Linked DNA regions of Salmo salar: region 1 is linked to region 2. A link is a contact called in public Hi-C data. All regions are on one chromosome and are shown on one strand. The core of a region is the stretch at or near the end of the contact, and the rest is flanking DNA. Distances in the headings are between cores, read along the strand shown.

Evidence for each region. Hi-C and Micro-C count contacts between places; a contact is called where the count stands out from the background.
Region 1: a Hi-C map of gill shows a contact between it and region 2, with 9 times the contacts expected there. The contact joins the promoter of cxadr here to the enhancer-like site in region 2. A contact is called at or near these places in 2 of 3 Hi-C or Micro-C datasets (gill and muscle).

Annotation. Positions count from the first base shown.
Region 1 is chrssa13:79,605,425-79,611,986 of Ssal_v3.1, forward strand. It overlaps cxadr (CXADR Ig-like cell adhesion molecule), which reads right to left and starts at 1,460. Exons shown (of 7, transcript XM_014137876.2): 1 at 1,276-1,460. The coding sequence starts at 1,327. It overlaps btg3 (B-cell translocation gene 3), which reads right to left. Exons shown (of 5, transcript NM_001141217.1): 4 at 2,725-2,920; 5 at 1,883-2,588. The coding sequence ends at 2,373.
Region 2 is chrssa13:79,503,837-79,510,630 of Ssal_v3.1, forward strand. No RefSeq gene overlaps it. Among protein-coding and RNA genes, the nearest start is that of cxadr, 100 kb to the right of the region's middle. Within about 2 kb of position 3,380, at least 3 of the 13 cell types and tissues checked have an H3K27ac peak or open chromatin away from gene starts, as enhancers often do. A contact at or near this core is called in gill, where this site is marked.

The DNA of each region.
Region 1 (6,562 bases), core at 210-2,709, 100 kb after region 2:
CGTTTTAGCTGTATTGTTTAGTTTTATTGGTAATCAATGTTAACAACCCATCTGAATTGCCTGACCTGCTGATAAGAGGGTGATTTCCATCCCAACTAGATGATGTGAGAGCCAAAACCCATTTCAACAGTTCCAGCAGCGTGTATGATACCACTGCATCGAACACGCCATGAGTCGATGGCCTCAATCTTTTTTTCCATCACTGATTCATATAAGCAGGACATTGTGTGTTGTAGTGGCATATTACTTTGGGGAGGAATAGTGACAGAAGTGTGGGATATTTTTTGCAGTCAGGAGAAAATGGACCTGAACAAATAAAATGGTGAAGGATTGTGAATTAAAACTAATTAGGCCCTGTTTTCCATCCATGAGACTAAAGAAAACAAAATGGGCTACACTTACTGTTGGCGTAATTGTAGAGAGTTCCCACTCACATAGAGTAACAATATATTTCAGGGACATAAATCTAGTCGATAGTAAGCGACCAACATGTGATTAAGATTCATTTCTGTCTGGGTTTAGAAAGCACCTACATGTCATTTAAGACCTTCGGACTCCTGCCTAGCGCGGGAGGGGCGAATACAGTTTAAATTGTCTTGGCAGATGGCAGACAGAAAACGCAGCACTTTGAAGCTCTTTACAGGTTTTAAGGCGGATCAGGCTATTGTGTGACTGTTAACTACCAGTTGCAAAACAAAAACAACTAGGTAGCGTTCAAAAATGCTTTGCTGAGTGTAGGGAAAAAAAATCTCACCACGATGTAACCTATCAATTTAGCAACTATGTTTACAGTACAAAAAATTTAACTGCTCTAGCATATTATCCATAATGTGAGTTCAATAAACCATGTGTTGAAACATATACATGTTATTCAAGTCAAACGCATTTCCAGTAATTTCAACAATAAATATCTACGTTACTTTATGCACAGTGCGCCTACATTTGGGACTCCAGAATTCAAGGATATCATTTTTGGGTTATCACATTTTGACAAGTGTTATTTAGTTAGTTTGATAGAATTTTGAATTCCTTAGTTAGAACTACGCTAAACTAGCTAGCCATTTTCAATATTATAAGTAAAAACACTCGTAAGCAAATTGTATAATCTAAAGTAATTATTTGACATGTTATTCAATAGAACAGACAACCAGTTCGTTGTTTTATTCGCAAACATCTTAACTTTTTAGCATGGTGCTCGTCGCCAGCACTCGCATTTTCGCTCGCGCTTATGAAAATGTAGGATAAAAAAAAGTAGCCGGTGGATGTCAAACTTACCTGCGATAAGACTAATCAATACACAGCAGAGGTGGAGTATCGTGAAATCCATTCCTTTCGGTCTATTCCAATAATTTTCTTTCAAAACACAGGTGAAAAATAAAGTTATGCGGTGCTTCCGACTGCCAGAGCACTCTCCCGAAGCATCAAAACTCACCGATCCCGCTACGCCTCAGCAGGTGCATTATAGGAGCTGGAGTCTAGACACGTGATTTCCGGACAGTACCCAAGTCGTGTTTCCGAAGACACTTTCACGCCCCCTGCCGTATTACATGCGTTCACAACACTGAAAGGACACCGCTTTCTAATCAATGGTTATAGAAATAGTACATTTACTGTTCAACTTTGAAACACAGAACAAGACCAAGCTAAAGCTCTAAAATATAGTTGTGAAAAGCTTTACAATGTAGGTCTATAATGACAGTGCACACATTTGATCAGAACGTCTGAATTCAACAGGTGTAATACAAATATGTACATTATTTGTCTGCCATAGACAAACATATTGTATTTGCATATAATATGGTGTTTACTGTAAGCCTATGGGATGAAGGCAACAAGCATTCAAATTACACTGCAGTAAAATATCAAAACAGCAACAGAGTATGATTTGAAAAATTGTTTAATGTCTCATAATTTAAGAGGTTGGCACAATTCATGAGTAAACTGAATAAATAAAAGAAATTCTCATTAGAACATAACTGATGGACAGTACAGTAGGTAACATACAATTATCCATCAAATATAAATACAGTACATATATCTTCATAGCTATAAAATACATGAAAATACTAATTCCAATATTCCTTCTCCATTACAACTGTAGATTCCTTTACTCACACGATTACAAATGATCTAAAGTGCAAAGAGTTAATGTTCTTATCAAAACAAAAAAAATTATCAAATTCAAGAGTTTCCAGAGTGACTATTAAACTACTAAAATAGTTTTTTAAAATGTGGTCAGTCATGTTAGTGAATTTAGTTTGCCCTCATTCTCCTCCAACAATAACTATATTGCTTGCTCTAGTGGTCACCCTTTCACAGCTCAGGGAACCTGGAACAGGCTAACACTAACAGCACACTTGCTACAGTGGTCCCTAACAGTGAGCCAGGCCTGGAGTGACACCCCAGTATCCGTGCCACCTTCTGTGGCCAGGTGGGGCCCAGTCATTGTGTCTGAAGGGCTGGGTGGGTCTACCTTGGGTTCTGAAGTTATAGTGAGGAGGACGTGGAGGTCCATTATATCCTTTACCTGGCCACATCTTCTGCTTGGGCACTGGAGGACGCCACAAAGGAGTAGCTGGGTAGATCACCTTTGAACAATAAAACAGGGGTCAATTTCAATTATATTTCCCCCATTGTCAGAGCCGACCAAGGAGGTATTCAGACAAGACTGTATGGAACACGAAATTGTGGCAACGCAACCTCTATGTTCGTTACTGGTTGTACCTGGTATTTATGGCGATTTTGAGGGAAGGTAGGGGGAGGACGGGTTTCCCTGAGGCCACTATCCTCGTCTGAGGAGGAACAGGAGTGGTAGTCAGATGTCACCCTCTCAACAGCGCTGGTCACCTTCTTAGTCACATCCTCTTTGTCATCACCAGAGAAACTGGCAACAGTGAAAGCAAGGTTTCTCTCTCCATATCTGCACGAGAGGAAAAGAAGCCAACAAGAATTTGTCGTCACTGAATGTATATCAACAATTTAGTGCCTCGACTGGTGACCGAGGGATTTAACATGAATGGTGTAGTTAAGAGGTAAACAATGGACAAACAAGGCTTCAAAATGACTCAGGGTTTGTACAGACAGTGGCAAGTCAAATTCAATGACTGAAGTACTTTTTTAAGCACTAATATTTATTTAAGGACCATACATTTGTAGTAGTTCCTATTACGCAATTGTTTCTAGTCGTGGAAAAAGTATTCAAATTATCATACTGGAGTAAAAGTTAAGATGCCTTAATATAAAACGACTCAAGTAAAAGTCGCCCAGTAAAATATTACTTGTGTAAAAGCCTTAAGTATACTTAAAACCAAATACTTAAGTATCAAAAGTAAATAGAATTGCTAAAATGTATTTAAGCATCAAAAGTAAACGTATAATCCATTTCAAATTCCTTAACAAACCAGAGGGCACAAATATATTTTTTATTGACGAATAGCCAGGGGCACACTCCAACACTCAGACATAATTTACAAACAAAGCATGTGTTCCGTGAGTCCGCCAGACCAGAGGAAGTAGGAATGACCATGGATGATCTCTTGATAAGTGCGTGAATTGAACCATTTCTGTCAAAACAGGTGGTGTCAGGGAAAATGTACGGAGTAAAAAGTACATTATTTTATTTAGGAATGTAGTGAAGTAAAAGTTGGCAGAAATATAAATAGAAAAGTACAGATACTACAAAACTACTTAAGTAGTACTTTGAAGTATTTTTACACCACTGATGTTATGTAACATTGTTTAATTGATATTGTGCTATGTTAATCATTTTATTTATAAACTGTAGCAGCAATAATTTGAAGCCACAAATTGCTGGAGAACTCAAATCCATAAAATGCAGCTATGCATTAAAGATCAGGACAGTCAATGAGATCAACATGATTGAGTAAGTTTTAAACTATGACAACAATAAAACTACTTTATTGTAGGACAGACCAAAATCGTCTTCGAACTCAATCAAATATGCTTCCCAAAAATAACGTACTCTGTGGTAGAACATTTATTTTGAAAGCCGATTGTCTGCATTTATCAGCGTGCCATCAGGTAGCCTGACTTCAGATGTGTCCATGTAAACAAGATTATGGAAAGTTATTCTTGCAAAGCATGTAAACGTTTTAAATCTGACTATCTAGCCACTATCACATTATTATGTGCATGTAAACGTACTCATTGAGTGAGTGAGTGCTCACAACAGTCCAGTAAGCTCAGCCTTTTTATCTTCTATTGAACTTTGGAAACTGTTGAACTTGATTATGAATTCTCCGGACTGAGGTCTCCACCTCTGCAGCTACCTTTTCCATGTATTTTTGCAATAGTTGTCCTTTTCCAGGCATCTCTTGTTCTCTCCCTTTTCGTGGTCCTGCTGTGCATCTAGGTAGTCTTGATATTTCTGCCTTGCTGATTTGCAGAAAGATATCATTGGTGGCGTTTTGACTTTCTTTAGTCCTCCTACATTCTCTAAGAGTCATACACCAGTCTGTGCTGTGGAGGACTGCTACTTTTTTTTGACAACAGTGAGAGCGGAGTTGACTGCCGAGGCCTGTCCATGGAAGAACACAAGGACAATGAGTTACTGGCCAGAGGTCTCGGTTGTTTTCTTTACCCTTCAGACGCTCTAAAAAGAAAAAGGTGTCCAGAGCAGTTCTCTGCAGATCATACTCTGAACAGACAGTGACGTCTCAACACCTGCTGTATGAAGAACTTCAACTGCCTCTGGGCATCGTCACATCATGCCCCAGGAAAACGCTTCAGGTCAACTAAGTGTGTGAGAAGACGTTTGAATTTGCGCTCGCATGCTTCAGGATTCCTCGTCATCTGTTGTGGGACAAGATAAGTAGCCTTTCGTCACAAAACTGGACTTGATTGGGGTTTTGTGCATCAACCGAGGCACTTTGTCACTCAAACATCCTTCCCTCACTCACTTTGCTAGACACTTGTTTTAGCACCGTACATTTTGAAAACCCAATGTCAACTTGAGGGGCCCATGGCCTCATCCTCTGTCACAGTGCGTTTCAGGGAGTCCAAGTGTGTCACCTCTTTCTTCAAGACTCTGCTCATGACATTAGTCAATAGGTCTGCCCAGTCTGCTGTCAGGAATGGGACCATGGGACTGTCGGTTTGGTAGTTTTGAAGGTACCCTTGAATGCGTTTGGCAACAAATGTGAAAATCTGTTTTGCTTGGAGCGGGGTTCGTACAGACAGTGGCAAGTCAAATTCAAGGACTTACGTACGTTTTCAAGCACTAATATTTATTTTCAAGGCCCATCAGTTTGTAATATTACTGTGAAATTGTTTCTAGTTGCCACCAGCTGGCAGTAGCCTCATGGGGGAAAAAAACGTAGTATTCATCACTACCTTACAAGTTGTACTCAATAATATGTTTCACTACCATGAGTGGTAAGTCAGTAATGATGATTTTGCCTACTGGTGAACACATTTCCTATTCACATTTCTATACAAGTCCAGCATAATGACTTTATTGGGCATTTGGGAATCTACTACTTAATAGCTACAAAAAAGCATCCTGCTTCCGACTGGCAGCTTAAGTGTTGCCGGTCAGGTGGGCTGCGTGAGGAAAACAGAACGTCAATGGCAGGAGCATGGCTGACACGTGATAAAGCGCAATATCGTAGGCACCCATGAATGAGGCATTTGGCAAAAAAGCTCTAGAGGTTGATGCATAGAAAAAGAAAGTCACATGCAGAACTGCCGCCAGCGCAAGATGCAGCGTTGGTCTTTTCCCCTTCATGTGGCTCTTCAGGGCCAACTCACCCATGCTTTCAATGTCTGACTCATTTTTTTCACCTTGGGTCCAGTGATGTAGTGGTAAAAAAAGTAGATAAAACTACACTGAACAAAAATATAAAACAAGTAGCGTTTCATGAGCTGAAATAAAATACAATATTTTCCATATGCACAAGACAGGGTTGAATCTAAATTTGCCCAGCATATTAGCCATCGATGTAACGTTTGGCGGCGCCTAATCAGTCAGTGCTGTACCTGCCTGGCTGAGTGGCAGTGTGGATGGAATGCGCGAGCTCGCCTGGTATCCACAGCATGAAACATGTGAGAAAATAAAACTGTAGTCTGATAGGAAAATAATTTGCAAGACCAACACATTTTTTGTAATATATTTCATAAAACATATTTGATCATCATCTATTCTCCTCTCATATTAATTCAAGTACCGTAATTTCCGGACTATTAAGCGCACCTGAATAAGCCGCACCCACTGAATTTAAAAAAGATATATTATTTGGAACATAAATAAGCCGCACATGTCTATAAGCCGCAGGTGCCTACCCATACATTGAAACAAATGAACTTTACACAGGCTTTAACGAAACACGGCTTGTAACAAAAAATAAGCCGTAAACAGTAGCCTACCAAGAAAGTCATTGGTCACCATCTTCCTCCTCCTGTGCACTGAAACCATCTCCTTTGGTGTCGGAGTTGAATAGCCTCAGAATTGCCTCATCCGATATTGGATCGTTTTCATTGTCGCTCTCGTCACTTTCATCCGGAGGCAAATCCCCCGCTGAGCCCTCTTCAACAGGCAGCAGTC
Region 2 (6,794 bases), core at 2,130-4,629:
AAATTGGCCATTAAAATAACATCAAATTCATCAGAAATACAGTGTAGACATTGTTAATGTAAATGAGTATTGTAGCTGAAATCTGCAGATTTTTTTATGGAATATCTACATAGGCATACAGAGGCCCATTATCAACAACAATCACTCCTGTGTTCCAATGGCACGTTGTGTTAGCTAATCCAAGTTTATCATTTTAAAAGGCTTATTGATCATTAGAAAACCCTTTTGCGATTATGTTAGCACAGCTGAAAACTGTTGTCCTGATTAAAGAAGCAATAAAACTCCTTCTTTAGACTAGTTGAGTATCTGGAGCATCAGCATTTGTGGGTTCAATTACAGGCTCAAAATGGCCAGAAACAAAAACCTTTCTTCTGAAACTCGTCAGTCTATTCTTGTCCTGAGAAATGAAGGCTATTCCATGCGAGAAATTGCCAAGAAACTGAAGATCTCATACAGCGCTGTGTACTACTCCCTTCACAGAACAGTGCAAACTGTCTCTGACCAGAATAGAAAGAGGTGTGGGAGGCCCTGGTGCACAACTGAGCAAGAGGACAAGTACATTAGAGAGTCTAGTTTGAGAAACAGACGCCTCACAAGACCTCAACTGGCAGTTTCATTAAATAGTACCCGCAAAACACCAGTCTCAACGTCAACAGTGAAGAGGCGACTCCGGGATGCTGGCCTTCTAGGCAGAGTTCCCCTGTCCAGTGTCTGTGTTCTTTTGCCCATCTTAATCTTTTCTTTTTATTGACCAATCAGAGATATGGCTTTTTATCTTTGCAACTCTGCCTAGAAGGCCAGCATTCCGGAGTCGCCTCTTCACTGTTGACGTTGAGACTTGTGTTTTGCGGGTACTATTGGGGAGGGACTTGGGGAGGACACTTAAATCTTCCTGTGCCAGGTGGATGTCGGGCTTAGGGGCATGATGCTTTGTAATATAGCAAAGATTATCTATTATATTTACATTTACATTTTAGTCATTTAGCAGACGCTCTTATCCAGAGCGACTTACAGTAGTGAATGCATACATTTCATTATTTAAAAAAAAAAAATTGTTGTTGTACTATATGTAGTTAGAACTGTTATCCCCATTGCACAATGCTGATAGAATAATTAAGTGATAATGCCCGAGAAGCCGGTGTTTGGAGGATATATTGGCACGGGTGTTGTTAGGCCCAAGACGAAGTCCAGGGCCAGCAAACCGTGCCAAAATATTGAGGGCATACAAAGGGTTAACCAACATATTCAAATAATGATATACATAATTTAATTAAAAACGTTATTTTGCTGAATTTATTCATACTATTTCACCCTTCCACAAGATATAGTCCCGACACAAATCTAGGGTTGTTACCCAAGCCGGCTGGTTGTTCTATCGATTCGGTTGCCAGAGATGCGAACCAGTCGTTCAGTCTTTTTGTTCTGTATCTATGGACGCGACCCAGTTGTCCGTTCTAAATGTTCCATTGTCATACTAGCTGGCAACGTTCTTATCCCTTGCTTGCTAGCTAGTCAACTACAGCTAATTTACAGCACATCAAACAGTGCAGCCAGAATAACAGTAGCTGCATTTGCATTTGTTTAAACTGTTTTCTAGTGACATTTATTTGGATACATCCATAACAATGAGCTAATGAGGCACAATTTAGCCTGGCATAGAAAATGTGCTCTCTCATCAGGATACTTTTGTTCACAGGAGCTAGCCAACACAGCTAACACAATCACTTCAAACTGAAGCTGGAAAGACTGCACACTAGCACTACTTCATTTCGCGGTACCTTTTTTCAATTTATATTTCTTTGTATATATCCATAAAAATGATGCCAGCTGATTCATAATTCAAGACTGGCTAAGAGAAGCTGCCTGTCTGTCTGTCTGTCTCGTCCTGACTCCCGACACGTTCCTTACTATAGGACAGCTGGAGATCCAATTTTAATATTGAAACAATGTTGCAAATGTCGGAGAGACAGACAGCAAGGTTATTACAAATCTCCACTGTTGAAAACTAAATGAAAATCTTTAGTAAATGTGAGATAATGTCTAGAAGTTTTTTATAGTGGAGATCAAGTTTATAAATTGCCTGGCTGGGCTGATGAGACGGTGGATTGCGCAGTCAGATGGAACAGAGTAAATAGGCATTTTAACATCATAGATTTAGCAGGTGGTGACTTGTGGAATTGACTTTTAACCAATCAGCAATGTATGCAATGCACCTTTTAAAGGCAAAGTTCCTGAGTTCGCTCGCAGAGACCAGATTCATAGTAAACCCTGCATATGTCATCTTAAATTACCTTTAAATAGCATGTTGTCCAAATCCGTGATGAGCACAGTGAGGTGGCAGTTATCACTCTGCAGTTTCTAGTAATTCATCTAAACAGAGTAGAGGCAGAGTTGCCAGAATGGCCCCAGAAGCATAGTCAGAATGGCCCAGAAAGTGTAGCCAGAATGGTCCTGGTAGCGTAGCCAGAATGGTCCTGGTAGCGTAGCCAGAACGGTCCCGGAAGCGTAGCCAGAACGGTCCCGGAAGCGTAGCCAGAACGGTCCCGGAAGCGTAGCCAGAACGGTCCCGGAAGCGTAGCCAGAACGGTCCCAGAAGCGCGCGGCCAGAATGGTCCAAGCGTAGTCGGAATCACTCCTGGAAGCATAGACAGTCTTATTTGTAGGATTCTTCCTCTTAATCACATGACTAAACCAGCCAATATATATTTGTTTGTATAATTTTGTTTTGTTTTAAACACCATGGCATGGGGCATATTGATCTCTGAAAAGTTTAGTATGTATGGAGAACAGTTCAGGAAATGGTTTCATTGAAAATGTGTGCTCTCCTGCTCGAACACTAGATGGAGACAAAGTATTATAAAAAATTATGTCATGAGCGCAGACAGAGGGACAATAAGGCAAAGAGCTCCCAGAATATAATTACTTGCTGTAGAGTTGTGCTCATGTCTTTCCACCTCATCTTCTTCATATAAAGAGAAAGAACCAGTCTGGCAGGTATTTTGTTGAAGTGGAAATGTATACTGTCATCAGCAGCGATGTATGCTGTCAAACTGGAAGAGCAGCAGTATGGCAAACAGAGAAAGGGGAAAAAAAGTGTTAACCTTACATTGACTTTGGTGAGAAGTAAACAGAGAACCTTGAGATAATACAAATACACACATAAAAGCATAAACACATGGACATACGTGCACACGCACACACAGCCAAGCCTTAACCCTAACCCTTGACTGGTAATACTAGGCCTACTATTTACAGCAGTAGAGCTAGCCATAACCCCAATCCTAACACAAACTAGTAATACATTGTATTTACAGCAGTAGAGATAGCCATAACCCTAATCCTAACCCCAAACTAGTAATAAATGGGATTTATAGCAGTAGAGCTAGCCATACCCCTAACCATACTGGTAGTACTTACAGCAGTAGAGGTAGCCATACCACTACCCATACTGGTAGTACTTACAGCAGTAGAGGTTTACCATACCACTACCCATACTGGTAGTACTTACAGCAGTAGAGGTAGCCATACCCCTAACCATACTGGTAGTACTTACAGCAGTAGAGGTAGTCATACCCCTAACCATACTGGTAGTACTTACAGCAGTAGAGGTAGTCATACCCCTAACAATACTGGTCGTACTTACAGCAGTAGAGGTAGTCATACCCCTAACCATACTGGTAGTACTTACAGCAGTAGAGGTAGTCATACCCCTAACCATACTGGTAGTACTTACAGCAGTAGAGGTAGTCAGACCACTACCCATACTGGTAGTACTTACAGCAGTAGAGGTAGTCATACCCCTAACCATACTGGTAGAACTTACAGCAGTAGAGGTAGTCATACCCCTAACCATACTGGTAGTACTTACAGCAGTAGAGGTAGTCATACCCCAAACCATACTGGTAGTACTTACAGCAGTAGAGGTAGTCATACCCCTAACCATACTGGTAGTACTTACAGCAGTAGAGGTAGTCATACCCCTAACCATACTGGTAGTACTTACAGCAGTAGAGGTAGTCATACCCCTAACCATACTGGTAGTACTTACAGCAGTAGAGGTAGTCATACCCCTAACCATACTGGTAGTACTTACAGCAGTAGAGGTAGTCATACCCCTAACCATACTGGTAGTACTTACAGCAGTAGAGGTAGCCAGGCATTTGTGTGGAGGTCATGCGATAAGCTTCACTAGGAGTTATTTTTCCCTCCTTCTTCATAGGTTGCCATTATAGTGGTTTCCTATTGTGATATTCTGTGGCAGGGGAGGGGCCCAGAATAACCCATAGGGACCTCAGAAGAGCCTAAAAACTTAAACATGTTTAAAATGTACTACCGCTCCTCTACCCCTCAGATGCATAATCTGTAGCCGATTACTATCCTATGCACTGACTGCCCATAACAGCCTAAATAAATCTATAGAAAAGGTAATTAGGTGGGAATACACAGGATATTTCCCCTGACAACAATCCTAATCACATCCAATCGAACACGCTCCTTCCAACTCTCTTAAAAATACTTCCCCTTCTTATAAATGGTCAAATATCCCTGGCAATCTCGTGGTAATGTTCCCCTGATGTTTGTTCACCCCTCAGAATGCTCTCATTAATCTGAGCTCTATTACGGCTGGTGCTCCAGCTATTAAAATGAAAGTGATGCTAGAAAGATATTTATTTTGTACAGTTCTTAAATCACTAGAGAGGAGAGGCATGTGGTAATGTGTGTACGGAAAATGTTATGCATTTTGACTTCAATATGCATAACAGAGATTGTAAGACAATATTCAATCAACATGCATTGCATTGTTCGCACAATAGCATTTAACATACTTTTTTCCATTAGGAACTGTAGTCAACCTACCTCTTTGCTATAGGTACTATTGGCTATAATCACAGATAATTTCTTTTTTATACCAAACTCACCTCACACTAGACCTAAATGCACCCAGTCTGCGCTCATGACAAAGTTTAAAACAATAGGAATTCCTTTGTATTATTGCCTGCATATTTTGAGAAAGGATGGGCAGGACGGTGACAGTTGATGTGGAAAAATACAAAAGATATGGTATGTGGGAGATCCTGTATAACACTATGTCCACTGTGTAGTGGCAGGAAAGCTATACTGAAAATACAGTTTACCAAGCGTTCAATTACTTTACACAGAAAGAAGTTAAGCTACCATTGAGAAAAATATAGTTTACTTAACTAAAGTTACTTTGAAAAAGTATTTCTATACATAAAAATTACTTTGTGAAAAATTATGATTTAAATCTGAAATGTCATAGACTACAAATTGCAAGAAAAAGGAAAGGGAAAAGGGGATACCTAGTCAGTTGTACAACTGAATGCATTCAACTGAAACGTGTCTTCCGCATTTAACCCAACACCTCTGAATCAGAGAGGTGCGGAGGGCTGCCTTAATCGACATCCCCGTCTTCGGCGCCCGGGGAGAAGAGATCACGTTGGGTTCATATGTTAACATAGTGTAATTTAGCCTGTTAAATACAAAAACGATGTTTCAAGTGAGAGTTAGTCATGTCTGATGCCGAAAAAGAAAGGAAATTATTGCCTACTGCCTACTTGCAAACGTATAAATATAAAACATTTATTAAAATATCACATTTACATAAGTATTCAGACCCTTTACACAGCACTTTCTTGAAACACCTTTGGCAGTGATTACAGCCTTAAGGCTTCTTGTGTCACTGCACAGATATTTTCAGGTCTCTCCAGAGATGTTGGATCGGGTTCAAGTCCAGGCTCTGGCAGGGCCACTCAAGGACATTCAGAGACTTGTCCCGAAGCCACTCCTGTGTTGTCTTGGCTGTGTGCTTAGGGTCGTTGTCCTGTTGGAAGGTGAACCTTCGCCCCACTCTGAGGTCCTGTGTTCTCTGGAGAAGGTTTTAATCAAGGATCTCTCTGTACTTTGCTCGATCCAGACTAGTCTCCCAGCCCCTGCCACTGAAAAACATCCCCACAGCATGATGCTGCCACCACCATGCTTCACCGTAGGGATGGTGCCAGGTTTCCTCCAGACGTGACGATTGGCATTCAGGCCAAAGAGTTCAATCTTGATTTCATCAGACCAGAGAATCTTGTTTCTCATGGTCTGAGAGTCTTTTAGGTGCCTTTTACTGAGGAGTGGCTTCCGTCTGGCCACTCTACCATAAAGGCCTGATTGGTGGAGTGCTGCAGAGATGGTTGTCCTTCTGGAAGGTTCTCCCATCTCCACAGAGGAACTCTGGAACTCTGTCAGGGCCACCTAACTGACCAAGGCCCTTCGCCCCCGATTGCTCAGTTTGGCCGGGCGGCCAGCTCTAGGAAGAGTCTTGATGGTTCCAAACTTCTTCCGTTTAAGAATGATGGAGGCCACTGTGTTCTTGGGGACCTTCAATGCTGCAGACATTTTTTGGTACCCTTCCCCGGATCTGTGCTTCGACACAGTCCTGTCTCTGAGCTCTACAGACAATTCCTTTGACCTCATGGCTTGGTTTTTGCTATGACATACACTGTCAACTGTGGGACCTTATATAGACAGGTGTGTGCCTTTTCAAATCATGTCCAATCAATATAATTCACCACAGGTGGACTCCTATCAAGTTGTAGAAATATCTCAAGGATGATCAATAGTTCTATTTCATCTGTATAGTGGACGTTCAGCATGGTAAACGCTGCATATGCCGGCTCCATCTGAAATTAACTTTTCATTTCTATCTCGATACAGATTGAATAGAGCCCTTAGTAGCGGAAGGGGTTTCTTGTTTGAACCTAAATCAGCCTGAGGTACCTGACATCCAG